Regions from separate parts of the Mus musculus genome. Here regions 1, 2, 3, 5 and 6 are each linked to region 4. Evidence: chromatin contacts called from public Micro-C, capture Hi-C and promoter capture Hi-C data. All regions are on one chromosome and are shown on one strand. The core of a region is the stretch at or near the end of the contact, and the rest is flanking DNA. Distances in the headings are between cores, read along the strand shown.

Region 1 (3,846 bases), core at 23-2,522, 770 kb after region 4:
ATCCAGGGAAGGCAGGGTAGGAACTCAAAACAGTAATCAGGAAGCAAGAGCTGATGTAGAGAGGCCATAGAGGAGTGCTGCTTACTGGCTTGCTCAGCCTGCTTTTTTTTTTTTTTTTTAATAGCACCTAGGATCACCTGACCAAGGGTGGCACCACTCTCAGTGAACTGGACCCTTCCACATCAATCAGTATTTAAGAAAAAGCAGTAGAGACTTGCCTACAGGTAAATCTTATGGTTCGGAGATCCTCGTTCCAAATTACTCTAGCCTGCATCAAGTTGCAAAAAACTAGCCCGGAGAGAAGCTAGTTTAAAAAAAAAATTAGGTTAGAAGTTAGTGCCCTGCTTAAGTTCACTTGGCCGAAAAGAATTGGCACTCCACCTTAAGACTTGGCTTGATTTCATTCTACAAACATCGCTGTCAATGAGTGACTGCTAATAATTCGTCACTTATGTGACCTTGGTGGTGAGTAGATAATACTTAAGGACGGAGAGAGAGAGAGAGAGAGAGAGAGAGAGAGAGAGAGCACTTGTTTTAACAATTATACAGCTTAAAGTTCTAAACGGCTGCCCTCATTTCAGATGTAGTCCATTGCTGCAATCTGAGAAGAAACTAGAAATCACCAAAAGAGATTAAAACAACAACAAAACACAAACAAAACAACAACAAAAACAGGGCATTGAGGTGTGCAGTCAGGCAAATAACCAACTAAGTGATATATTATTTATTAAACCTGTCAACCTTACACTAAGGGAAAAAATGCCTGCACTTTAGCCCTTGAGAGCATATTTCTATAACACTAACATTTGGTTGTGTTGTGCTTCTTCTCAACATTCACCTTCCATCTAACCTGTGATAGACACTTTTCTTGGATAAAAATCCTGACAACAGTGCATTTTCATACTTTCATGTACTTAGAAATTCCCCTTGGAGAGCTTGTAAAAGTGCCGATTTTTAATCCAAAAGGTCTGGAACCCCCGAGAGATTTTTTTTTTTTTTTTAACAGAAGCCCAGGTGAAGTCAATGTCTGCGGTCCAGAGACCAAGCTTCCAGTCAAGAGGCCGGCAGTTTGAACAGCGCCTTACACAGAAGTGCATCCGGAAACTACAGACTAGCCTCATCCGAGGATTCCGGGTCTCAGCCCGCATCCTCCTCCACTGACAAACTTGTCATTAAAAGCTGGATCCCTGGAGCCTAGACCCCCATGGGTGACCTGCCACCCGCGTGCGCATCGGAGCCCCGCCCACCGGTCAGCCCCTCCGCGCAGTGGCCAAACCCTGGCGTGGATTTGGTAGCGTGCGCACAGCGCAGTGAGCATGCGCGAGCGCGCCGGGGCGGGCGCTGTGGGCTCAGTGGCCGCAGGAAGGCGCCCGCGACCGCCGCCACAGGGGCCGCGCCTCCCGCGCCTCCCTCGCCTCTCTCTGGCGGCCGCTCTGCGGCGTCCACACCGACTGCGCCAGGCGCAGGCGCAGCCCCCGGGACCCGGAGCTGGTGCTCCCAGGCTGTCGCGGTGACCCCGCCCCCGGGCCCAGGATGTGAGGCCGGCCCGGCGTCCCCGCGGCGGGCCGGGGCGACGAGGGGCCCGCGGGTGCCATGGAGGGCGTGCTGTACAAGTGGACCAACTACCTGAGCGGTGAGTGCCGGCTTCCGTGGGTGCGGTGCGCCAGGCGGCACCCTCCGCCGGCTCGCGGCCCGGATGGAGAGTTGGGTACCGGGTGAAGCCGGCAGCCTGGGTCCGCTGCGGGGTCCACCTCAATCTCGCGAATTGGGTGGGGGGCGGCCTCGCTTGGGCCGCGCAGCCCAGCTGCAGGGTGCCGAGTGCCACCAACCCCTGGATTCCAGAGTCTCCACGCAGTCGATCTCCCTAGGCACCTTCAGGGTCATCCCCCTGCCGACCGAGGTAGTGGAACTCTAGCACCGCAGCCCTAAGCCCTGAAGTGTACGCTGGCGATCGGCCTTTTCTCTCCGAACATTTCTTTTGTTTCAGAACTCTGTCATAAAAATGAATGCAGATATTAACAACGGTGTCCTTGTCTTGCCCAGCACAATGGCTTAAAATAGCACCCTGCCCCCTTTCTAGCTCTTGGAAGCACTTTCCAACTATCCAGAAGTTAGAACTATTCCTCAGCTTTGAAGATGATTCTCAACGAACATTATTTTCATCCAAGCAGCCAGTATTTTATAAGTACTATGCTATATGAACAGTGCTGGGTGCGTTTTAAAGTTAAACTTTTTTGTTAGGGAAAATGGGTTAACATTTAACGTGTCAGTGGGGATGCAGAAACTAGAAATCTTACCAACTAGAGCTAGGGTTTCCCCATCCTTTGGTGGGGCAGTTCTGTAGTAAGGACAGGTGTGTATGGCTTGTGAAGATCTGGCAGAGTAACTTTGAGGAAGTCACAGCCCAGTACAGGCAGAAGTACACCTGTCAGCATGTACCTGGAATCTCCAAGTAGTATAGTAGTTAGCACAGTTAATTCATTTTTTTTAAAATCTCTACCCGAGGGTCTGATGAGAAGGTTTTCCTTAAGACCTGGCCTTCACTTCAAGGATCTCCACTGATGTCAGCAGAGAGATTAGGTTATACAGGAAGAACTCAAAGCTGGCCTGCAGGTCCTTGAATACTGGAAGCCGATTAGCATGTTGTTTAAGAGAAGGCTTGACGGTGCCATTCTCCCAATGCTGTCCTAAATGCTGAGAAGTAGGTGTGTATCTTAATTGTAAACCCTTGAGTCAACTTCACCCTTTACTGTCCTCCTCTGAACCCTAGCCCGGACACACACAAATCACTTTCTTCTCCTGCCCCACCTTAATCATTTCCGTCTTCCTTTCCCTCCCCTTTCTGTGTGGAAACTTTTGGTAGTAAAATGCCCTCTCCCCACAGTCTTCTGTATCCTTCATTGCACCAACATTTTTCTAGCTGTCTCTGTGGATCTATCTTCTGTGATGCCCCTGCCATCTGTTTGATGGTAAGAGTCAACTCTTTTCTTCCCTAAGTAAGAACGGACAGTACTGTTGAGTGGCTTCTGGGCAAAGCCCTAAAGGCATTGGAGCCTTCGCTGCTTTTCCTTTGGCTTGTGTGTCACTCACTGTTCCATGAAGGCTGAAGGCTGTCACACCGCTGACTACTTTTCTGGATAGACTACTCTGCTTAAAATTGAGGGTCGGTTGGCACATTGGCTTTCATTCAACACGGCCTTACTTTGGAAGAGAATGGCACTAGCTTAGGAAGATCACATGGGTTCCCTCTGCTCTCCTTTGCTGTCGGAGAGTGAATGATGAACTTAGATGGAAAGCCTTTGCCTTTAGAATAATATTTTCCGAGTTCTCTGAGAATGTCGCACAGCTCCTTTTGCTCATGTTCATCCCTCTTCCCATAGCCACCCTTTCCACCCTCACTCCCTACTCACCTTGAAGTCGTCCTCCTGCTCCTCCTCTTTCTCCTCCATCTCCTGCAGCTAATGATGCTCAGAGACTCTTGGGAGTGGGGCCCGCTAAGGATCATACCATTAAAGAAAACTGGCACTTGCTCTCCCAGCAACTATCAGCTGCCAGGAGTTCCTCAGCCAGTGCTGGGATTTCATACCTCCCTCCCTCCCTCCCCGATGCTGGGATTGTGTCTGGCTTGAGCTTGCACAAGTCCTCTGCAGGTTGTCACAAACACTGAGTGCATATTTGCAACTGTGTTGTTATGTCCAGAAAACACTTGTTTCCTTGATGTTTTCTAGCATCTCTGGATCTTACAGTCTTTTCGCTTACCCTTCCACTAAGATCCCAGGGCCTTAGGAATAGGGGGTGATATGTTTATTCCATTTTGGACTGAGCACTCTGTGATCTCTTACTTCC
Region 2 (3,889 bases), core at 387-2,886, 750 kb before region 4:
CCAAGTTAAGAAAGTTAACCAGATAAAAGTATTACTCATTCAACTTACATAAATTAACTGATGAAATGGATGGAACTTGGGATAACTGTTTTCTGTTATCATTTCTGTTTAGTTTAATAAGTAAGGGGAGTCCAGTGAGGAACTGGGAAAACTCGTCTTGAAACTGCATCACTACAGTTTAAGCCATGATGAGAAACTTTATACCTGGAGCACTTTTAGCTATGACTACTCAGTCACGATATGATTCAGCAGCTTTGCTACTCTATTAAACCGCTTTTCAGACCACCAATACTTGAGAGCATAGGTTCTTTACCTCACCTTTATCAGAAGACATGGGGAAAACTATTAAGGAGATACTTTGAAACTTTGAAAAATTTCAAAGCTTGACAATTACTCATCAGATTTCTGTTTTCAAAGGCATTCTGCAGACAGTTTCCATGATTAGCTCCCATTCTGGATGGCCCAGCAAATCCCGCTCTAAACTGGCACTTAGCGCGTATTAAGCGCCCACTGTGTGCAAGGAGAAAGCATTCTACAAAGCAAAGGGGCATGAGGCTCTGCCTCATTTTATTCGTGCATAAATGCACAGCAGTCGTGATTTACTCTCTCAACTTTGCAGAAACGTGAGCTGCATCCACATGGTCGAATCCATGTCATTCATTTGGTCTTCTCGAAGCAATTCACAGGTAGCCTCACCCAGGGAACCGGCTGCCCTCTTCACCCACCAGGCCACTCCGGGGAGCGGCCACACCTTCTGCAGGTGGCTGGGTCTTCTGAGCCAGAAGCACCAGACCCATCTCCCTCCGCAGGGGTGGGGATGAGCGTGCAAATGTGATGCAAGGACTTCCGTGGGGCGCAGGACTTAGGAGGTCCCTGGGTCCCGGGAGACACAACCGGCCCCGCGGGGCGCCCCTCCCCCGCGTCCCCGCGCCCGCGCCGCGCAGGCCCCGCGGGGACCGGCGCACCTCCGGCCTAGCCGCAACGCGGGCGCCGCGACACGCCCGCCCGCCGCCCGCGGGCTCCCCTCTGCTACCGGGGCCTCGGGGCGCTCCGGCCAGGGATGGGCGCGGCCCGCAGCCGCCCGAACCGCAGCCGCCGCGCCAGGCCGGGCCCCGCGCCCGCGCCGCTCAGAGCACGCAGCGCCCCGCGCCCCGCGCCCGCCGCCGCCGCCGCCGCGGCCCCCTCCCGCCGCGCCACACCTAGCAACCGGCGCTGACAGGACGCAGGCGGGGGAGGAAGCGGAATGGCTGCCGCCGCGGCGCCTCCCCGGCTCCCGCCAGCCTGACAGCTCGGGCCGGGCGGAAGCGGCGTGCGGCACCCGCCCCCCGCGGCCCGCGCCCGCCCTCACCCTGCGGCCGGCCATCCCCGCGCCCCGCGGCCCTCCACGCCCGCACCTTCTCGGGCGCCCGGCCCGCGCCACCCCGGGGCTCGCCCGCCGCCCGACCCCCGCCCACCCGGGCCTCACCGATGTGGTTGTCCTCGATGTGCTCGATGAGGTCGGCCAGCGTGGGGAAGTGGAGTCCGCAGCCCCCGAAGCGGCAGGTGTTGGAGAAGAAGGAGGCGGCGGCGATGCCTGTCATGGTGCTACATCGAGAGCCCCCCGGAGTCGGCTCTGCGAGCGCCGCGCGCGCGGAGGCGGAGGGAGGGGCCGGGGAGGGGGCAGGCGCGGGGAGGGCAGCGCGAGCCCGGGACGGAGGAGAGGGGGCGCGAGGTGGAGCGCAGCGCCGAGCCTCCGGGAGGCAGCGGGAGGCGGCGGGAGCTCGGGGGAGGGGGCGGGGAGGACTCGGCGGCTGGGAGGAGGGAGCAGGCGCGCGCCTGCAGCTGTGCGGGCCCCAACCTCCGCGACCCAGGCCTCACCTGGCAGCTCCCGCCTCCAACTTTACGTCCCTGGGCCTGCCCTTTCGCCCTGTGAGGTGCCTGCAGTCCGCTTGGAGCCTCCCTTGGTTATGCGCGCTACATTCTTAATAGATACACATCTATTAATTACACATGCTTTTCACCCCAGAGGAGCACTCAGGGAGTTACCCAGCCCTCTTAGGGACATTTGTTTGCACTTGGCCACCTGTCTAGGTGTGACGATGGTATTCACTAGGGACCCAGGAAAGGTAATTGTGTGCACCTTGTTCTTTAAACTTTCTCATTTAAAAAAAAAAATTAAAAAGTCCGTATTCTCTGGAGGTTAGTAGGAACTAATTGATTTTAATGAAGCTTTCCCCCTAGGCCAGAAGAAAAATCTTAGCTTTATTTAAATTTCAAAATAGAGCGCTTGGTTGTCAAGTGCATTTGACTGTGTTTTACATATGTATCACGTTTGTTCTCCCTGATTCTTCTGAGAAAACAAAAATCTCAATTTCTTTACCCCAAATTCCCGCACCTCCTGAACCCCGTGTTGTGGCTCAGGTCTGGCAGTGCTGCTCCAAAGACGAAAGGGGCAAGTGTAGAGGTTTGGAAATGAAAGTCAAAGCAAATTCGATTTTCACTTAAAAAGAAGATTTCACCAATCAGTTAGGATTATATCATCCTGTGAGCATTTAAGCCATACTGTTGACCAGATAGCCTCTTAAGAACCAGTTCTCTTCTGGTCTCCAACCGCAGTTGCAGTTACATTTTACCTACAAGGTGTATATTTTCTTCCAGGTGTTCAAGAAGCACCAGGAGATGTGCATGATTCGAGGGTGTAATTTTTAAAAAATTTATTCATGCATTCTGAATTTAGCATTTGTCTTTAGAACAATTTCATTTACCCGCTGGTGCATATACCTAGAAAAATAACAACCCTGTCTTTTTAAACTGCATATACCACTTGTGTTATCTCTAATATTAGGATTGTTAGGGCACTTCGTGTAAATGTAAATGCAGACATATGCAGTATTTCTGTCACCGGAGAAAATTTTCACAATCTCCCAGTCACAAAGGCTGAGGCTGAGTTCTCTCACCCATCGACATTTTTGTCTGGTCTGTCGCTTCTTTGAGCCTACAAGGTGACAAATTTGCCAAGGGGAGAGTTGAGTTGAGTATGGTTGGGGCAGCAGGTCATTAAAGTTCAGTTTGTTGCCAGAAATAATTTCCTGGGACCAAGTGAGGATGGGGGAAGGGCACCCAAGGGCTTGATAATGAGCCAGGGACCCGCTAGGCTGGAAGCTGGGGCCAGACAAGGGTCTAAAGAGCAGGAGGTAGAATTCTCCACCGTGAATTAGAATTTTGGCAACTGTGCAGTGTGCCCTGCTGCCCAGACAGGGAGGAAGGCCGTTAGCTGAGAGCAAGCAGGATATCTGGCAGATAGACTTCACGCCCAGTGACATGGAAATGCAATGAGAAAACTCCAGCCAAGAATGATGCCAGATCAGCCTCCTTAGAGATGCTAGGCACCCCAACTCTGCAGCAGCTGGGGGAGTGCCCCGAGCCTTGAGGTGACAATTCTGTTCTCAGGAGGAATGACTCTCTATGTGGAGTTATCAACTGCAGAGAGTGTAGGAGGCCCAGAGGTGGCTCAAGCAAGAGAACTCCTCCATGGAAAGGCCAGGAGAGTGTAAGGGAAAGGAGGAAGGAAGGGGGCTGGGAGCTATTAGTACATACCTCTTGGCTACCTTCAGTCCCTACCCTCTACTATTACAAAGTGTGCCTGCCAAAGTAAAAGCCTGGTCAGCCAAATTGAGCATATTGATTATTTTTAATGTGAAGAAGCAAAGTAACTATAAAAATGAATTATAATTTTCAAAGAGTTCAAATTATTTTGTGTGTCAAACCATTACATTTTGTGGGGAAAAAATCAGTATATTACTACAACTCAGCATAGAATTGGGGCTTGCTTAGTTGGCATCCTGCTCTTTTAATTGGCACACTTCTTTTCTCTTTTCGGTGTTTTAAAATCATCATCATTTACATCTTC
Region 3 (3,889 bases), core at 995-3,494, 530 kb before region 4:
CTGGCTTAAGTTTACTAACATCACCGAATGCCTCAGTCCCAGTACTTTCAATAACAGGGAGAAGGTGGGGCTTACAAAGCACTCTCCCAGGGCCGAGAACACTTGTTAATGCAAGTGATATAATTCTTGAGTTACTGTAAATATTCCCAGTGTTGCATTATGAAAGTTGGGTAGTGCTTTCATGAAAACTTATTTATTCATGCTTCTTATGTTTAGATAATTCTGTGAATTGAGTCATTTAACTCCTTGCAGGTGTGTGAATCTTGTGACCATCACCCTGGCTTTGCCCACTTAATTCTTCGCTTCATTCCTTTGGTTTATCCACCAGGGGGAAAACCCCAGCTCTTAGCTTCAAGCTGGCTCAATTCCTTTGGGCACTTTCTTTTTCTCTGAGGAAGGAGGTTGCTCTCTGCTCTGGGTGAGCAAGGCTGTACTGGAAATTGAGATGGAAGGTGGATACGGAAGCTGCTGTTCAGTGAACCATGGTTTCCTTCCCTAAACCCAGACAATTGAGCCATCACAGTCAAGGTTTTGTTGTTTCAGGTTAGGACCAGCATCTTCTTTCACAGTTCCTTCAGTGTCCCATGGAGAAGAGGAGAGGAAAATTCACAGAAGAACTTATAGGAAGGCTACAAGGAAAGAGGGAGTTGTCAGTCCCTGTGATTTCAGGGAACCCTGAAGACAAGTGGTGGGGGAGGAGGGGCTAAACACTTCAAACCAGAAAGGAAATAGAAAGCTCTTCCACTTAGTATGTCAAAACCAGCTCAGAAATGTGACAATTTGGGCAAAGCATTACGATTCCTAGCCAGTCTAGTCATGATCCTCTGGCAGACTACACAGTCAGGCTGTGATGCATTGGGATGAGAGGCACTATATAAATGTCAGATGTTACATAAATGTCAGGAGCCATTATTGTTTGTTAATGGGGGCTAAACTGTTCCTAAGCAAAGATCCAACTCCCAGCCAGCAAGCTCTTAGTTGAAGTTCTAACCAGTCAGCCATCAGAAAAGAATTAATATGCCTGATTCTACCAAGGAACCCAGGTGAGATCTGGGGTTAGACATGCGCTAGAGTGGTCCCTGATGATCAGGAGAGCTCCTAGCCTTCTGAGTCTGTCTGCCTCAGCTCAGCTGTGAAATAGAGATAATTACAACACACTCCCCGCTTTTCCTTATTCTGTCAAAGTCATATGAGGAAGAAGAAAATGGTGTGGCTTCAAGTGTTTGGCAAAGTGTGAGCTGTTGTTGGATGACAGTGGTCATTTCGAACAGGCTTTCAATGCTCCCCAAAGGGAGAGAGAGCTTCCAAAAGGAAATCTAGCCCTTGCCAGGGATGAGGAAGGTGAGAGCGGTGGCTTCTGGCCCATGCTGAAAAAGGTCAGTCCTCTTTTCCCTTTGCAGACCTGGCCCTAGATCCTGTATTCTAGCCCTGGCTCGACTGCTTCCCAGCCGGCGAGCTTGGGCCAGTAGCAGAGGCTCTGGAAGCAATGGCCAGGGCCCTTCCGGCGCTGACGCGGAGTCTAAATCCGGCTCATCATTTGGCTCTTGGCTGAGATTCGCCTTTCGCCTTTAGAGAGATTCTCTCACAGGTCAGCACATGCAAGGTGCGAGACCAGGGAAGGCTGTGTGTAGTCCTACTGAGTGTGCACAAGAAGTTATATGCCCTTGAGCGTGATGAGGAGAGGGGCGGCGAAATGGAGATACTAAGAAGCCAGCATGCAGAGAACGCTGCAATGAGGTCATGGCTGTCACAGGCAAAGGATCTGGGTATCTTCGGTGGCTGGGGTAGGGAAGTAGGAAGTGGCCTGCATTTGTAAGTGTAAATGTCTCTTTCTACCTCCTTCAGCATCCTTACCACCTCATGCACACACCCCAAACCTTACTTCTTTCTGACCCTACAGACACTTCTTGCAGAAGAGCTCGTGCCGGTGTCTCCTGCGTGGCTCTGTTTGAAACCTTCAGGATTGTTTCCAAGCTGACTCACACCACTAATGTCGGGGGGCCGTGTTACTCGGCGCTGGGCTGTGCAAGCTGTTGCTTGCGCGATCGCGGACGCCGCCGCAAGCACCCGGGTCCGCTCGAGGGGCGGGATTTGGGCGGGGCGGAGACCGGGCCCGCCCCCTCGGCGTGCGGGCCCCGCCCCTCTCTCCCTCCTTTTCCCCAACGGACCGCAATGATTTAGAAGTTCAGGAATCCCACGTGACGTCACCGGGGGGGTGATGTAATGCACTCTAAATAGAATGTATTGTAATCTTTGCTCAGTCCAACGTGGTCCCTTCACCCGGGCTCGGCTCTTGCCTTCTCCACACTTGTTTGGTAAGTTCCTAAAAATACGGCGCGGCCACTTCTGGGCCTTTTGCATTTAGCCACTTTCGCTGCACTTGCCGCGCGAGCCGACTCCGGAGCGTCCTTGTTTGCAGGGGTTGGTTCATCGCTGCAGCCGCGAGGTTACTTAGTCCAATGGGCAGGTCACAGGGCAAGGAGTAGAAAGGATGCGATGCATTTTTTCCCCCTTGATTTGTGTTTGTAAACACTTTGGCGGATCAGAAGGAAGTCCGGCCCCAATTGCTGGTGGACTGTGGAGTTGTGCTGTGTCCTGTAGTCACCCAGAGACCCCACGCCGTGTCCGTCCCGGAGCGCTTCTTGGTGATTGCTGCGCCGTGCGACTGGAGGGATGCTGAGTGGAGCCAGCGCCGTGTCCGACCCAGTGTGCGTGCGTGTATGGGAGCGCGCGTGAGTTTCCCTGACACGGGGAACAGTTATGAATCGGGGGTGTATGTTTGCCTCCAGAGCCCCGGCATGGTGTGGAACCCTTCTGAAGTGTGGTCAAGCGGCGGTGGTGGTGGCGGCGGCGGAGGCGGCAGTGGTAGCAGCAGCAGCAACAGACCAGGAACCTGGAGCCTCCTCGCATCCCGTTTCTCAGTGATGCAGCGGAACCCCGGGAGAAAGTTAGCAAACTTCCAACCGTTGCGGCAAAGTCGCCTGGTCACCTAGGGGCAGCCGAGCGAGTTCGCAGGGGGTTCTCCCTCTCCCGGGTGCCCAGCGGCCGCTGCCAGTTCTCGCGACCGGCCGCCGGCTGCAGCGGGAGGGTCGGTTGCCTTGGAGGGGGACTTGACTTTCGCTCCAGGCGCTCCAGCTCGAGAGTGCTCCGCAGCCCTCGCCTTCACTCCTGCAGCCGCCTCCCGCCTCCGTCCCCTTTGCGCTGGCACTCTTACTTCTTCCGGGCTGCTGCCCCAAATGACAGCTGGGGCCCGAGCCGCACTGCACCCAGGCGGTTCTCAGGACCGGGCGACAGAGTCTGCCTTTGAGCCAGATTCTTTATCGAACCGCTTAAACTTTTCACAAAGTTCTTAAAGGGTTGAGACAAGCAGACACCGCCCCCACTAAGCCACTTTAGAGGGACTATAGCCCGCTTTAATTTTTCATTTATTTTCTAGTCATAGATTTATTTCCAGGGAGTGTCTAGTAGAAAAAGCTCCAGCTTTCCCTGGACGAGTGCCGCCCCCACTTGATGCTGGTTCAACGCTGGGAACTAGAGTGGGCTACTTGTACATCGTTGTCAGTATCAGCAACGCTTGCTTGGTTTTTTATTTTTCCCTCTTCCTGACATGTGTCAAAGAATAAAGGCTGGCTACAGGTCCATTACGTCATTCTGCAGGCCAGTAAGTGTTTTATTAAGGGCTTCAGATATTCAAGGGTTTGGGGGCTCAGAATGCTGTCAAAGCAACTATGCCCCCATCCCCCGGGGCAATTGCGGGTTCTCTGGACACAGCTATTGCCCTCTCTTTCCCTACCCCTCTTCCTCCATCCCTCTCCCGCCCACCTCGTTATCACTCGGCCTGCCCCCGCCTTTTACAGTTTCCCCCAGGGGGAATGCTGTCCCAGGAGTG
Region 4 (3,737 bases), core at 94-2,593:
GGTGCTGGAAGACGCGGGGGCCGAGGTGCTGTAGGCTGTTGGCTGAGAGGATGAGAGTAGAGAGGGAGCGCAGAGGGACAAAGGTGGCCGCGTGGCGCAGAGAGGGTTGCAGCTCGTTGGCCGAGAGATTGAGGAATCGAAGCTTACCCAGCTGGCTGAAGGCGTTCTTGCCCAAAAAACGGATCCGGTTAGATTCCAGGTGTAGGTAGAGCAGGTTGCCCAGGGGAGCGAAGACCGCGTCCGGCAGCGCTCCCAGCACGTTCCCGTCCAGCCGTAGCTTGACCAAACTCTCCAGGCCCTCGAAGGACCCGCGACTCAGGCGTCCAATCTCGTTGCCGTTGGCGTAAAGGATGCGCAACTTGCGCAGCGGAGCCAACGTGCCAGGAACGAGCGCCTGCAAGAGGTTGTTCCCCAGGTACAGCTCCTCTAGTCGTGAGAGCTTCTCGAAGGTCTTGGGGTGGAGAGAACGGATCTGGTTGTACTGCAGATCCAGCCGTCTGAGCTGCCCCAGACGGTGGAAGTCGAAGGCGGTGATGTTGGTGATGAAGTTGCCGCCTAGGCTGTAGGTGAGCACGTCCTGGGGACTAGGCAGCGAGCTGGTCTTGGGTACAGCGCGAAGTCCCCTGTTGGTGCATAGGAGATGTTGGGGGTGCTGGCAGTCGCAGCGCTCCGGGCACACGGACTCGGCCCGCGGCGGGAACGCCAGGCAGCCGCACACCACGAGCCAGAAGCGCACGGCACCCACACCCTCCATCGCCGCCCGCCCAGCGCGCTGCGGCCGGATCGTCTTCTGGGCCGGCCGGCTCTGTGTCTCCTCTGCATTCCCCTCGGCCGGGCCTGAGTCGCTAAAAAGGCCTCTTTCGTACTTCGCTGGTGCTCCGTCCAGCCCTTCCTCTTTGTCCCGGTGGCTCGCCCGGGTCTCCGCAGGCCAAGTTCGCGGAGCCAAATCAGAAGGCGCTGGGCGCTCGGCGAATCTGGGGTGCTACTTGTTGCATTTCTGCAGAAAACTGTTTCTTCGGGTGAGCGTCGGGGGCGGGAGGAGCGAGCAAGAGTTGGTGCTTTTTGTTTGCTCTGGAGTCCGGAGAGCTGGATTCCCTGGCGCGGATTCTCCCCGCCAAACGGATTCCCCCGCTGCAGGCGGGATCCCTTCCAAGAGCTGCTGGGGTGCGGCTTGGCTGCAGAGTACCGGCCGCTAGGCCCACGTCTCCGGCGCCTGCCCGCTCGCGATCCGGGGGGATTGGGAGTGCAGCCGGAGTGAGCAGCCTGGGGGACGCGCAAGCAGCGTCCGGAAGGGACCCATGTCGGCGTGGAGCGAGCAAACCGGCGGAAATTCGTTCTTCCCACACTCTGCCCCCCGGGGGATGCAGGCGGAGAAAGAGGAGACGGCGGAGGCAGGACAGACCCCGGCTGGGGGAGGAGGAAACACTAAGTGGCTCCGCGTCTGGTCAGCCCTAGCCCGGACGCCAAGTGAGAAAAGTAGGGATTAAAAACAGCTGTACGGGTCGGCGCGCAGGCTGGGGGCGGGGGTGGATTACCGGGCGAGCAAACGGGGATTGCAGACAGAGACCTTTTTATTTTAGGCCGGTTCGCCGGCGGCTTCGGCGCAGAGGCAGGGCGCCTACATTTTACCTACTCTTCTCTTCCCGGTGCCACCCTGCAAGATGTTGAGACAACACGGAATTCCCTGGCATCGTGCTCCAAGTTTAGGGGAACACAAGATTTCCTGGCAAGGCCATCAGTGGACTGTTGACAGGACTGTTGCTCAGTCCTTTTAAAGTGTTTGGGTTTCTGGTGTCCTTTGCTCATGTCCAAGGAGAGGCACCGCCTCTTTTAGGTTCCTAAACCGAATTATCTGCCGGTTCTCGCTCTGGGAAAACCTCTGAAGAAAGCTCAGAAGTGGAACTGTTACAGTGACTGTGACACGGACAGACTTGGCTATTCAGCTAGATTAATTCTCCTGCAGTGTTAAAGCCCTTCAAATAGCCTCGGAACCCGGGCCTGTATACAATACGCTGCACAGAGCCTTTGGAGATTGCTTCTTGAGGGGCCCGCCTACTTTGTGCCAGAGCTTATAGCAATCTTGAACGTTTTCAGGCTCCAAGGTGCTCAGGCTTAGATTTCTTGGGGGGTGCCAGGTGTCGGATATTAACTTTTATTATTAATACACAATAGTGCACCATTTTATCCGGGGTTCCCTTAGGGCCAGTGTCTGATAAGAATGAAAACAAGCAAGAGATAGCTGTTGCTTATTATTTGTTCATGCAAAGCAACATTTTGAAAGTAGCCCTTCAGGATTTACTGTGTGCTAGCAGTGTGGAAAATTAGAGCCCATATCCTGGCTTCAGGGGGCTGACTGTCTGTATGGGAAGAGAGGCACACTGACAGATCACATTAGGAAACTGAGCAAGGAAGAGGAGAAATCTGCAAAGATTCAAATAGTTTAGTCACTCTGTTATGTCATTTTCTTGTTGAGCAGTTTATCAAGGGGAGTGATGGAGCCATGTGCTGAACCTGGCAGGGTGGTAAGTGAAGACTTCATGGGTACAACAGCGACCCCAATTTGGTGGGAGATGGGTTTTGGACTAAAACAGGTAAGTCTGTAGTGAAGTACACCCAGTTTACTGTGTTTTGCTTTGAGCTTCGAATAAAAGGCAACTATGGAGACACAAGTGTTTGTTTTACTAAAATGAAACAAGGAGTTTACTTTTCAGTTACTGTGACAACCCCAAACTCCTGACTCCTCTGAGTGTAGCTGCAGGAAGGAGGAGAATCTGTTCTGGTACAGTGTTACATACCTTGCCAGTTCTGCTGGTCTTGGTCAGAGACACTGTCCTTGCCGGGAAGGAGGATCATATGGGGTTCACAGAGGAAACCATCCCCAAGTGCTGCTGACTTTCAGGTGAGCCCGCCCCAGAGATGCCTGGAGAGGACCTGTTTCCAAGTGCCCACCTCCCACAGCAGATAAGTAGAGGTCAGTTGGGAAGCTGAGAGATGCCTCATATGGAATTGGGAATAGCAGGAAGCAAATCTCAATGATTGGCAGGAGCCCGTATCACCTCTGGACCTTCTGCAGACATTCTCAGAACTAGGATAAGCAAAGGGAAGGAAGGGCACCTCCACACGGCTCTGCAGTGTGGCTGGATCACTTACCCTCCCTTACAGATAGATACAGATACCTCTAAGACTGACAGAGGAGTTGTCCACTATCTAAAGATAACAGGAGTGCGTGAGCACACACACACACACACACACACACACACACACACACACACAGAGAGAGAGAGAGAGAGAGAGAGAGAGAGACCAGTGTCAACTATTTCCATCGGGAGCCTGTATTGCCAATGAAAAAGCACCAACCATAGCTTTGTCTCAAAGACAATTGCTCTTCGATCACATTCTATCTTCTTGAAATAACCCATTTGCTGCAGGTGGTTAACACAATGGGTATAATGGAACATGTTTCTAGTTAGTAGGCACAGTTTCTGATGGTAGGTGTTGCTGGCACCCTCAACCCAACATTAGCAAGGAAGAATGTTTTGAACTCTACAGATAAAAGGGTAGCACACAGCACTCAGATTCCCTCTCCAAAAAAAAAAAAAAAAAAAAAAAAGGGACAGGTACCACATCCATCCACAAGTTTACCTTCTTGAGAAGCATGTGGCCTAAGGTCAGCTTTACAAGTGAGTGGCATTTAAATAATGCAGGGCACATTGATAAGACATTTTTATAATATGATA
Region 5 (3,861 bases), core at 349-2,848, 610 kb after region 4:
CTTTGTCTCAGGTGCTTAGCAACACCACACTGTCTCCATCTTCTACTCTGTTGTAGATAGTGGTGGTAACACATTAGTTGTTTCTTGGTTAAAATCTAGGTGTAGCATCACTAGATACTGAAGCATAAAGAGAATAGGGAATGGAAGGGCAGAGGCAGACAGACAGACAGACAGACAGACAGACACACAGATACACACAACTCCCACTTCCAATTTATCAATCCAATGGAGGTCGCCAGGTAACAAGTGCCTTTACTAGCCAAGCTATCTCATCTATTCCTACTATATTAACTTTGATAAGGTTTATTATGGTTGTTGTTGTTGTTGTTTGAGGGGCTTTGCTTTGTTTTCTTTTGGTAGTACTGGGAATTGAACTCAGCTAGTGTGCTAAGAAAGTCTCGGTGATCAGGAAAGGCACTGGCACTATAGTCTTTAGTCTTTAACTGGTCATCACTCTGGATTCTGTCCATAGAGACGATGGGGAGAGCGGCTTAGGTATTTGGAACGTGGCTCCCAGAGACTGAATCCTGTTGCAATGTCCAGAGAAAAAGGATGCAAGAAGGACCACTTGTGCCATGAGACACTGGGTTCTTGAACACAACAACTTCATGATGTTTTCAGCCCCAAATAGCCCCACTCTGCAGACACCATCACTTTGAATCAAGCATTTAAAAAGCTGAATTAGTATATCCTCCAGAAACCGCCCAGCTTGTAAGATAAATGACTGGCCATGCAACTAGTTTGTGCTTTGGGGCTCCGTAGAAGACCTGGTGGGATTTCTACATGGCCATGGAAATAATTCTTCTCTGCAAATTGAGCTTTCCTTCCTTTTCGAACCAGAACACAAGTATGCCTAAGATGTGAGAGGCAGGAAATGCCAGCCTGAATTGCTGCACTTGGAGCAGCTGAGTGTACACAGGAGCCTCAGGCATAAATCTCCAGCATTCTCCAAGCTCTGGACAGCCGGACAGGGAAATGGGACAGACTCGCTTCACTCTAGATTTCAAACTGCCTTCTTCCCACTTCTGCCCCACCGGAAGCTACTTACCTCCCTGTGTTACCAGGATATTTTGTGCTCACCTATCTCTGAGAGCAAGCTTCTCTACCTCCCCCTCCCGCCCCCCAGCTCTCTCCACCCACACACCCACCCCTGCCTCTCAAGCCCAGGTCTGAATTGGGTGTCCCTCTGCTTTGTACACGTTGGATGTTCTCTTGGCTCCGTATTGTAAGTACCTGCTTGTGCTCATCGGGACAACCGGCTGTCCCATTCTCCTTTTGTCCCCTTGCATATACGCGCTGTCTGGGGCTTAGCGAGGGCTCAGAAATGTTTGTAATATATAGACGAGGTGGCGTGCAGGGGAACTCCAGCCCTTGGCCCCATTGTCCCCGTGGCTCACACTCGGGACTCTGTACCTGGGAGCTGCGCCGCCGCGCAGCCAGGACCGCCTCCTGGGTGCCAGAGCGACCCCGCCCTCTGGACCGCGTCCCCGTGCGCTGGGCGGCGAGGCTCCAGGGCGGCCGCCAGGAGCAGGTGGGGGCGGCGGCTCCGCCTCCGCGTCCCGGCAGCGCTTAAGCCCGGCTGGGAGCGAGCGAGGAGCGCAGAGTCCAGCTTAGCCGGGCGCGCAGAAGCAACGCCAGGCACTGTCTGCAGCCCAGCCGGGATCCTCGAGGCGACGGGGACGACGGAGACGACGGGGACGACGGAGACGACGGGGACAGCGGGGACGGAGGCGCCAGCTAAAGTCCAGTCGGCCGGGTTACGGCCAGCTGCAGGTAGCTGCTCTGCTCGCGTCCGGGCCCTGGGTTAAGTAAGTGGCCGATTGGGGTTGTCGCGGAGGGTATTGGGGACAGTCCCGAGGTAGAGTGGCCTCCCGCGTTGTCAAAGACGCTGGGTGAGTGAGAGTGCCCAGGACCCTCTCCAAACTGTAGTCCCCAGCCGCGACTACGTCTGGGAGCTGCTCCGTGCAGCCCTAGCGGCAACCACTCGCTCCCTGCCCGCCACGGGTCGGAAAGGGACCATGGCTACACCAGGTCACCTCAGGGCTCCCTGGTGACCTCCCAGGACAGCACTCTTCCGTTATCAGCTTCTGGCACGGAGGCCTCTTAGTCTGATGCCCCAAGGGGGCTCTGCTTCCCTTCCCCCACGTCACCCCCCACCCCTCCCCTGAGAACAAAAGGGCGGATCTTGCTTGTGTTGGGGATGTTAAGGAAGGGTCCCTGGCGATTAGGAGAGATCTGGGAACCTGCACAATCAGACAAGGACTGAGGATACTGGACCATTTCCCAGAAAGAAAGCCAATTCCTGAGGGAAAAAGTGACTTATCCAAGGTCACACAGTTCCTGGTGACAGAGTCGGGCCAGGAGCTGAGTCCTGACTCCCCGAGGCTTATCTGTAAGCCTGCCTAGGTCAGGAGCCAGAGAGTGTATGTGTCTGTCTATCCATTATCTCTAGCCATTTACATCTGGCCACAAATGGCCTTTAAAGTCCTTTGGAGGTGTGCGGGACTGGGTAATTGTGGCCATTCCCCCGGATACCTAGCCAGGAGCTCACGGGGAGCAAGCTTGGGAGAAGAACACGCTCTCCTGTAGGATGCCAGGCATCCATTCCCCTGTGGAAACAATGTCTTCTGTGTGCTTGGAGTGTCTGCCATGAGTGTGAGAACCTGAGTTGGGTAGATGTTCTGCCCAGAAACCCAGGAAGCCTGTCTAATGGCCTCAGGAAAAACCAGAAGTATCTCTGACACACACACAGTCTGGGGACTCTCTGAGGAAAGTTTCCAGTGGGACAGTGGTATTCCTCTTCTGTGCCTGGGGTCCTTGGATGTAAGTGAGAGCATTTGTTGGGCAGACTTGTGTGACTTTAAAAGCTTGTGTGCCTCACTGTCTTTGCCTTCGTCACCTCAGAGAGGGCCAGGAGAGGGTTTCTTGCTGCCAGTTAGTATTATAATCATCAGACACTCTAGCCTTGTTTTTAATGTTCACTCCTTTTACTTTCTATGTAAGTATTTTTCGGGCATGTATGTCTATGCACGACTCTGTGCCAGGAAACCCCTAGAGGTCAGAAGAGGGCACTGGATCCTCTGGACTAGAGTTAAGGATGTAATGTCCCTGAACCACTATGTGGGTGCTGGGAATGAGTCCTAGTGTTCTACAAGATCAGAGTTTCCACTGATAAACTACCTGTCCAGTCCCAGCCTTCTCCTAAAAGCTGTCCTCTCTAAACTGTAAAGTAGTGGTAGAGGTCAGAAGTGGACTGCCTTTGGGCTTCCTACTGGCCTGGGCAGACCTTCAAGGCACTTTAGGTCTAGACATGCTCCCCATACATAGAAACTCAGGAAGTTGTGTGCTTTAGACTTGTGCACATCACTTGGGGCTTTTTTTTTTTTTTTTTTTTTTTACTTCAATAACAACGTAAGTGGATATTTGATGCTGAAGGGCACTGGGCATGGCAGGGCACAGGCTGCTGAAGTCTGCCAGCTAATGTACTTTAGAGATGCATTTTAAAGCAAAACCAAATCAGGAAAACAGGGAGAAGGACAGGGGAGAGAAAACCAGTGGGGAAGTAGCAGGAAATGGCCAGGCACTGTAGATGCTTCCATATGCATTAACTCAAGCCCTGTGGTTCCTGTAACTATTGTGCCTTTCCACAGATGAGAAATGCAAAGAGACAGGGGTTAGCTGAGTGTGCCGAGGACAGGGACCTGGGTCTGTACACTTCAAACTGGAAGTGCACCGCCCACATCCAATTGTTGGTGCCCAAATCTGCGCAGAGATGTCAGGCTGCCTTGGTAGAGCTGCTGTATACCCCTTTTTAGTCCTTCCAGGAGCCTCGGTTTCAGGCACTTGGGAGTGTGACTTGGT
Region 6 (3,778 bases), core at 804-3,303, 570 kb after region 4:
TGGAGCTGAAGCATTCCACCTGTTAAGTTCAGAAGGTGAACAATTCAAGAGCTTCAGGAAATCCCTAAAACTGACCAGATTCATTAGGTGACACACGCCCCCCCCCCTCCAGCCCCGAATCATATATAAGATACAAAGATTACTGGGAGACACTCAGACCAGCCAAGCTACTTGGACAAAGCAGAGACAGGATGAGCTCAGGATCAGTCAAACCAACTGACTTGCCTAGAGGAGACACTTTCTAGCTTGTTGAGCTGCCTTCAGGTTTCCAGCTCTCGAGAGCCACCATCCATGCTGGAATGGGCTTTGCTGGTATCACTGACCAAGTCATTTCTGTTCTGTTGTAACCACTATAAAACTCAATGGTTGGATAAGATGGACTTTGGTGGTGTCTGGACTTTGACCTGTCATTGGCTCCTTATCTGGGGCTAGTAGATGCAGACATGTCAGAGTGAGGCTTGAATTCACTGATGAATAATAAAAGTTATGATAGATTTGGACTCCTTTGTTGTTGTTGTTGTTTTACATTATCTTATGGGGGAAAGAGCCTAAAATGTTTCTTGTATCTTTTTTTTAAAGGCCCAGTGTTAGCATTAAAACAAAATCCATTAACAGCCACAGACTCAAAGTTGTATAATTTCCTTAATCTAGAGGAAGCTTTGCATCCGAATCTGTTACTCTGGTTACCCCTGACCAGAACGGTTTCTCTATGACATATGGGACTGTTCCAGATATGACTTTTACACTGGTGCTGGTCCAGCCAAGGCAGGCACAGAATTTAAAGATGTTATCAAATGTGATCAGGAACATTAGAACATGAAACTCTCACTTAAATAGCACTGGTGGTGTGACCACTTTGTAAAAACAGCATCACCTAAAAGCACCCAAAAGTTAAAACATTCTGAACTTCAATGAACTGGTTAATGGAAACAAATTATGGTATATTCATTTTATGGGATATTGCATAGGAAAATGGGTAAAATAATGTATATAGCCATATAGATGAATATCAAAATCCCCAATAGAGATGAAAGGTAAAACACAGACTGTATGAGTGATAAGTGATTTCATCTAGTGAAAGTTTACTAATGGTAAAATGGCATTGATCGGAAGCCGGCTGGTGGCTATCTGGAGTGAGGGAGCAGTGTGGAGGACACCTGGGGAATGATCAGACCCTTCAGGAGAATGGTGGACTTCTACATACAACTTGGCAGTGATAGAGGTTAAATGTCTGCATACGATCATCAAACTTTACCAGTCAGTGATCCTCACACAGGTGAACCATACATCTCAATAACACTGGAAGAAAGAAAGGAAAGAAGGGAGATGGAGGGAGGGAGGGAGGGAAGGAGGGAAAGCAAGCAGGCAAGCTGAATATGGTGGCACACATAATCTCAGCTCTAGGAAGGCTGAGGCAGGAGGATTCTGGGAATTCAAAGCCAGCAAGGCCTTGTTTCTAAGTAAGTACGCAAGTAAGTAAGAAAGCATGTGCCAAGAATAACAAATACTTTTGAAAGCAAAGGAAACGGCTTACAGGAAAGTAATACAATCTCACTGGGCCTCAACAAAAAGAAGAAAGAGAAAAACTAGAGTAGACTTCTTTTACTTGATGTTAATCACAGATTCTTTTGTATTCCGTTGTAACACAAGTACAAGCAGGGAAGACCAGTGTTCATTTTAGACTTCTTCATATGGTGTCAGACACCAAGAGTCAAAGACACGGCTAGCCCTTGCTGCCCCAAGCATTGGCAATGGGGGGACATACACCTTTGGAGCCAGCCTTCAAATTCAAAGGGTGGTGTCTATAGTCTGTGAAAACAAACTGCCATTTTCACGATGACATTTACCTTGCTTTTTTTTTAATGGTTATGTGGATGAATTGAGCCTGTTTCCAATGGCAACATCTCCAAGTCTCAGGAACAGCAATTTTACATCAATTTACTATTAATAGAAAACAGAACAGCAAGCAGACAGAGCAAGCAACTTAGCGCCTACTACGGCTAGCAGGCTGGTGAGCAAGTGGGTGAGCATGCCATTTGCAAGGATGCTGCTGCTTCGATGGGTGAGGTTATATAGCACCAAGCCCTCTGATGAATATCACACACAATGACCTTGTAGGAACAGAGTCTTTGAGCTAAAATCAGCTTTGGAAGACAGCTGGAATTCATTATTTCAAAGAGAAAGAAACTCAGTCCCAAGAAAGGGAGTTTACTGAAGGTCATTTGACTAGAACAGGGTAGAGCCGTGGCCAGAGGCAGGATATAGACCTCTTAGTCTGAGATCTCTTTCAACTTAGGATTTCCCTCTTCCAGTTGTCAGTTCGTGTGTGTGTGTGTGTGTGTGTGTGTGTGTGTGTGTGTGTGTGTGTTATATGTATACTATATATACAGCAGAAATCAGCAAGTTGAGGAAGTTTAAAAAAAACAAGCAAACAAATCCCTCTATTTTCATGCCTTACTACCTGTTACATTGTGGGTGCAGATGTGTGTGTGTGTGTGTGTGTGTGTATTAAAAATCTCTTGTGCTGAATACCAAAACTTTACCAACCTGATCTACCCACAGGAAAGCTGAGACCAGCAACTAAGGTTAAACAGGGTTCCTGTCTATCACTGAGAATGGGAAGCAATGTGGCAAGCCTGCATCTGCCAAGTCAATACAGAAAGAGAAAGCAAACCACACCTAGGGACTGTATGTGGAAGGGGACTTAATACAGAGAAACTGACTGAGGCCATATGGTAGACTCCCACGAATGACCCCAGAATGCTGTAGAACTGAGCGGTCTGGAACCCTGCCACACCTATTCCAACTAAAAAGGTACAAAACCAAGAGATCAAGACGCTTATCTTGGAAGTCCTGAGTATAAGGGGGGAAAAAGGCCTCCCAACTGAGGTGCAGGACCAAACAGGAGTCAGTGGGCCGCGATTCCATGGCTCCTGCATGACTGCATGCCACTCACAGGTCTGGAGAATGAACACTGGACCACTTCCAGGGTGGGAAGGAAACAAACTCCACTTATGCCTATGCCTGATCTGGGTCCATAAAAAGGCAACTAAAAGATGCCCCTGCCCAGTTTCCACCATCTAGTTTCCAATGCCTACATCCTGTTTGTGGGATCTAATCGGCATTCACAACATAACAGGCGGTAAGACACGAAAATAGAGGGATCTGCTAGCTTGTGTTTTCAGCTTCCTGATTTCTGCCTTACAGAATATACAGTAAGTTGAAGGAGGAACAGGGGAAAGACTTAGGAGGCAGAAGGATGGTCTTGCAAGTCTGATGACCCGAGTTGGGTCTCAGAATCCATGTAAAAATCCAGATGCAGGGGCTGAAGCCTATGTTCCCTGCACTACCGAAGTGAGAGGGAGGCAGGGGCGGGAGAATTGGCTGGCTGCTCAAAAAGCACAGAAAGCTCTGAGTAACCGAATGTCTGGAGGCAAACTCCAAGAACTGTCTAACCCCACTGCAAAGGGAAGCTCAAGGGGCCAAGCCAGCCACAGAGCAATGGGCAGAATGAATTAAAAGGTTTAGGCCAGTAGCTTATAACTAGGCAATTCAGTCTTTTTCTAATGCAGAGAAACAACTGCACATACAAATTGAGATGTCAGTTTCATATTGCTTGCAACACACACACACACTAAACATTAAGAGAATCAGAGTGTTGCTGATAAAATAAAGGTGGAAAAAACTTTCTCAGGGAGTTCAGTGAAGCCTTCAACTGGAGGAGTGCAGAGTCCCAGAAGGACCTCCAGGGACACATGGTTCAGTGAAACAAAGTGAT

What was found. Promoter capture Hi-C pulls out the DNA fragments that hold promoters and counts their contacts. Hi-C and Micro-C count contacts between places; a contact is called where the count stands out from the background. Capture Hi-C pulls out chosen DNA fragments and counts their contacts.
Region 1: a contact with region 4 is called in a Micro-C map of embryonic stem cells, with 3 times the contacts expected there. The contact joins the promoter of Plekha8 here to the promoter of Tril in region 4. A contact is called at or near these places in 1 of 39 promoter capture datasets (embryonic stem cells) and 2 of 484 Hi-C or Micro-C datasets (both in embryonic stem cells).
Region 2: a capture Hi-C map of macrophages shows a contact between it and region 4, with 5 times the contacts expected there. The contact joins the promoter of Jazf1 here to the promoter of Tril in region 4. A contact is called at or near these places in 1 of 39 promoter capture datasets (embryonic stem cells), 1 of 484 Hi-C or Micro-C datasets (embryonic stem cells) and 1 of 9 other capture datasets (macrophages).
Region 3: a contact with region 4 is called in a Micro-C map of embryonic stem cells, with 5 times the contacts expected there. The contact joins the promoter of Creb5 here to the promoter of Tril in region 4. A contact is called at or near these places in 5 of 39 promoter capture datasets (cranial neural crest, embryonic stem cells and liver), 6 of 484 Hi-C or Micro-C datasets (all in embryonic stem cells) and 1 of 9 other capture datasets (liver).
Region 5: a contact with region 4 is called in a promoter capture Hi-C map of liver, with 2.7 times the contacts expected there. The contact joins the promoter of Wipf3 here to the promoter of Tril in region 4. A contact is called at or near these places in 4 of 39 promoter capture datasets (embryonic stem cells, liver and stem cell-derived epiblast-like cells), 1 of 484 Hi-C or Micro-C datasets (embryonic stem cells) and 1 of 9 other capture datasets (liver).
Region 6: a promoter capture Hi-C map of hippocampal neurons shows a contact between it and region 4, with 4 times the contacts expected there. The contact joins the enhancer-like site here to the promoter of Tril in region 4. A contact is called at or near these places in 4 of 39 promoter capture datasets (cranial neural crest, embryonic stem cells, hippocampal neurons and 1 more), 1 of 484 Hi-C or Micro-C datasets (bone marrow-derived macrophages), 4 of 115 datasets of contacts at active chromatin or transcription factors (bone marrow-derived macrophages, embryonic forebrain, embryonic midbrain and 1 more) and 2 of 9 other capture datasets (adipose tissue and liver).

What each region holds. Positions count from the first base shown.
Region 1 is chr6:54,593,839-54,597,684 of GRCm38.p6, forward strand. It overlaps Plekha8 (pleckstrin homology domain containing, family A (phosphoinositide binding specific) member 8), which reads left to right and starts at 1,273. Exons shown (of 14, transcript NM_001164361.1): 1 at 1,273-1,633. The coding sequence starts at 1,594. It also overlaps a transcript of Fkbp14 not described here.
Region 2 is chr6:53,066,988-53,070,876 of GRCm38.p6, forward strand. Jazf1 (JAZF zinc finger 1) reads right to left here and starts at 1,637. Exons shown (of 5, transcript NM_173406.3): 1 at 1,466-1,637. The coding sequence starts at 1,580. Gm33097 (a long non-coding RNA gene) reads right to left here and starts at 1,008. Exons shown (of 2, transcript XR_377680.3): 1 at 1-1,008.
Region 3 is chr6:53,285,059-53,288,947 of GRCm38.p6, forward strand. Creb5 (cAMP responsive element binding protein 5) reads left to right here and starts at 2,245. Exons shown (of 11, transcript NM_001327821.1): 1 at 2,245-2,315.
Region 4 is chr6:53,819,482-53,823,218 of GRCm38.p6, forward strand. It overlaps Tril (TLR4 interactor with leucine-rich repeats), which reads right to left and starts at 1,344. Exons shown (of 1, transcript NM_025817.4): 1 at 1-1,344. The coding sequence starts at 754.
Region 5 is chr6:54,428,088-54,431,948 of GRCm38.p6, forward strand. Wipf3 (WAS/WASL interacting protein family, member 3) reads left to right here and starts at 1,599. Exons shown (of 9, transcript NM_001167860.2): 1 at 1,599-1,773. It overlaps 9130019P16Rik (RIKEN cDNA 9130019P16 gene), which reads right to left and starts at 2,134. Exons shown (of 14, transcript NR_033635.1): 1 at 1,234-2,134.
Region 6 is chr6:54,384,603-54,388,380 of GRCm38.p6, forward strand. All of the region lies in intron 3 of 9130019P16Rik (RIKEN cDNA 9130019P16 gene), which reads right to left. Among named protein-coding and RNA genes, the nearest start is that of Wipf3, 43 kb to the right of the region's middle. Within about 2 kb of position 2,054, at least 32 of the 459 cell types and tissues checked have an H3K27ac peak or open chromatin away from gene starts, as enhancers often do. A contact at or near this core is called in hippocampal neurons, where this site is marked.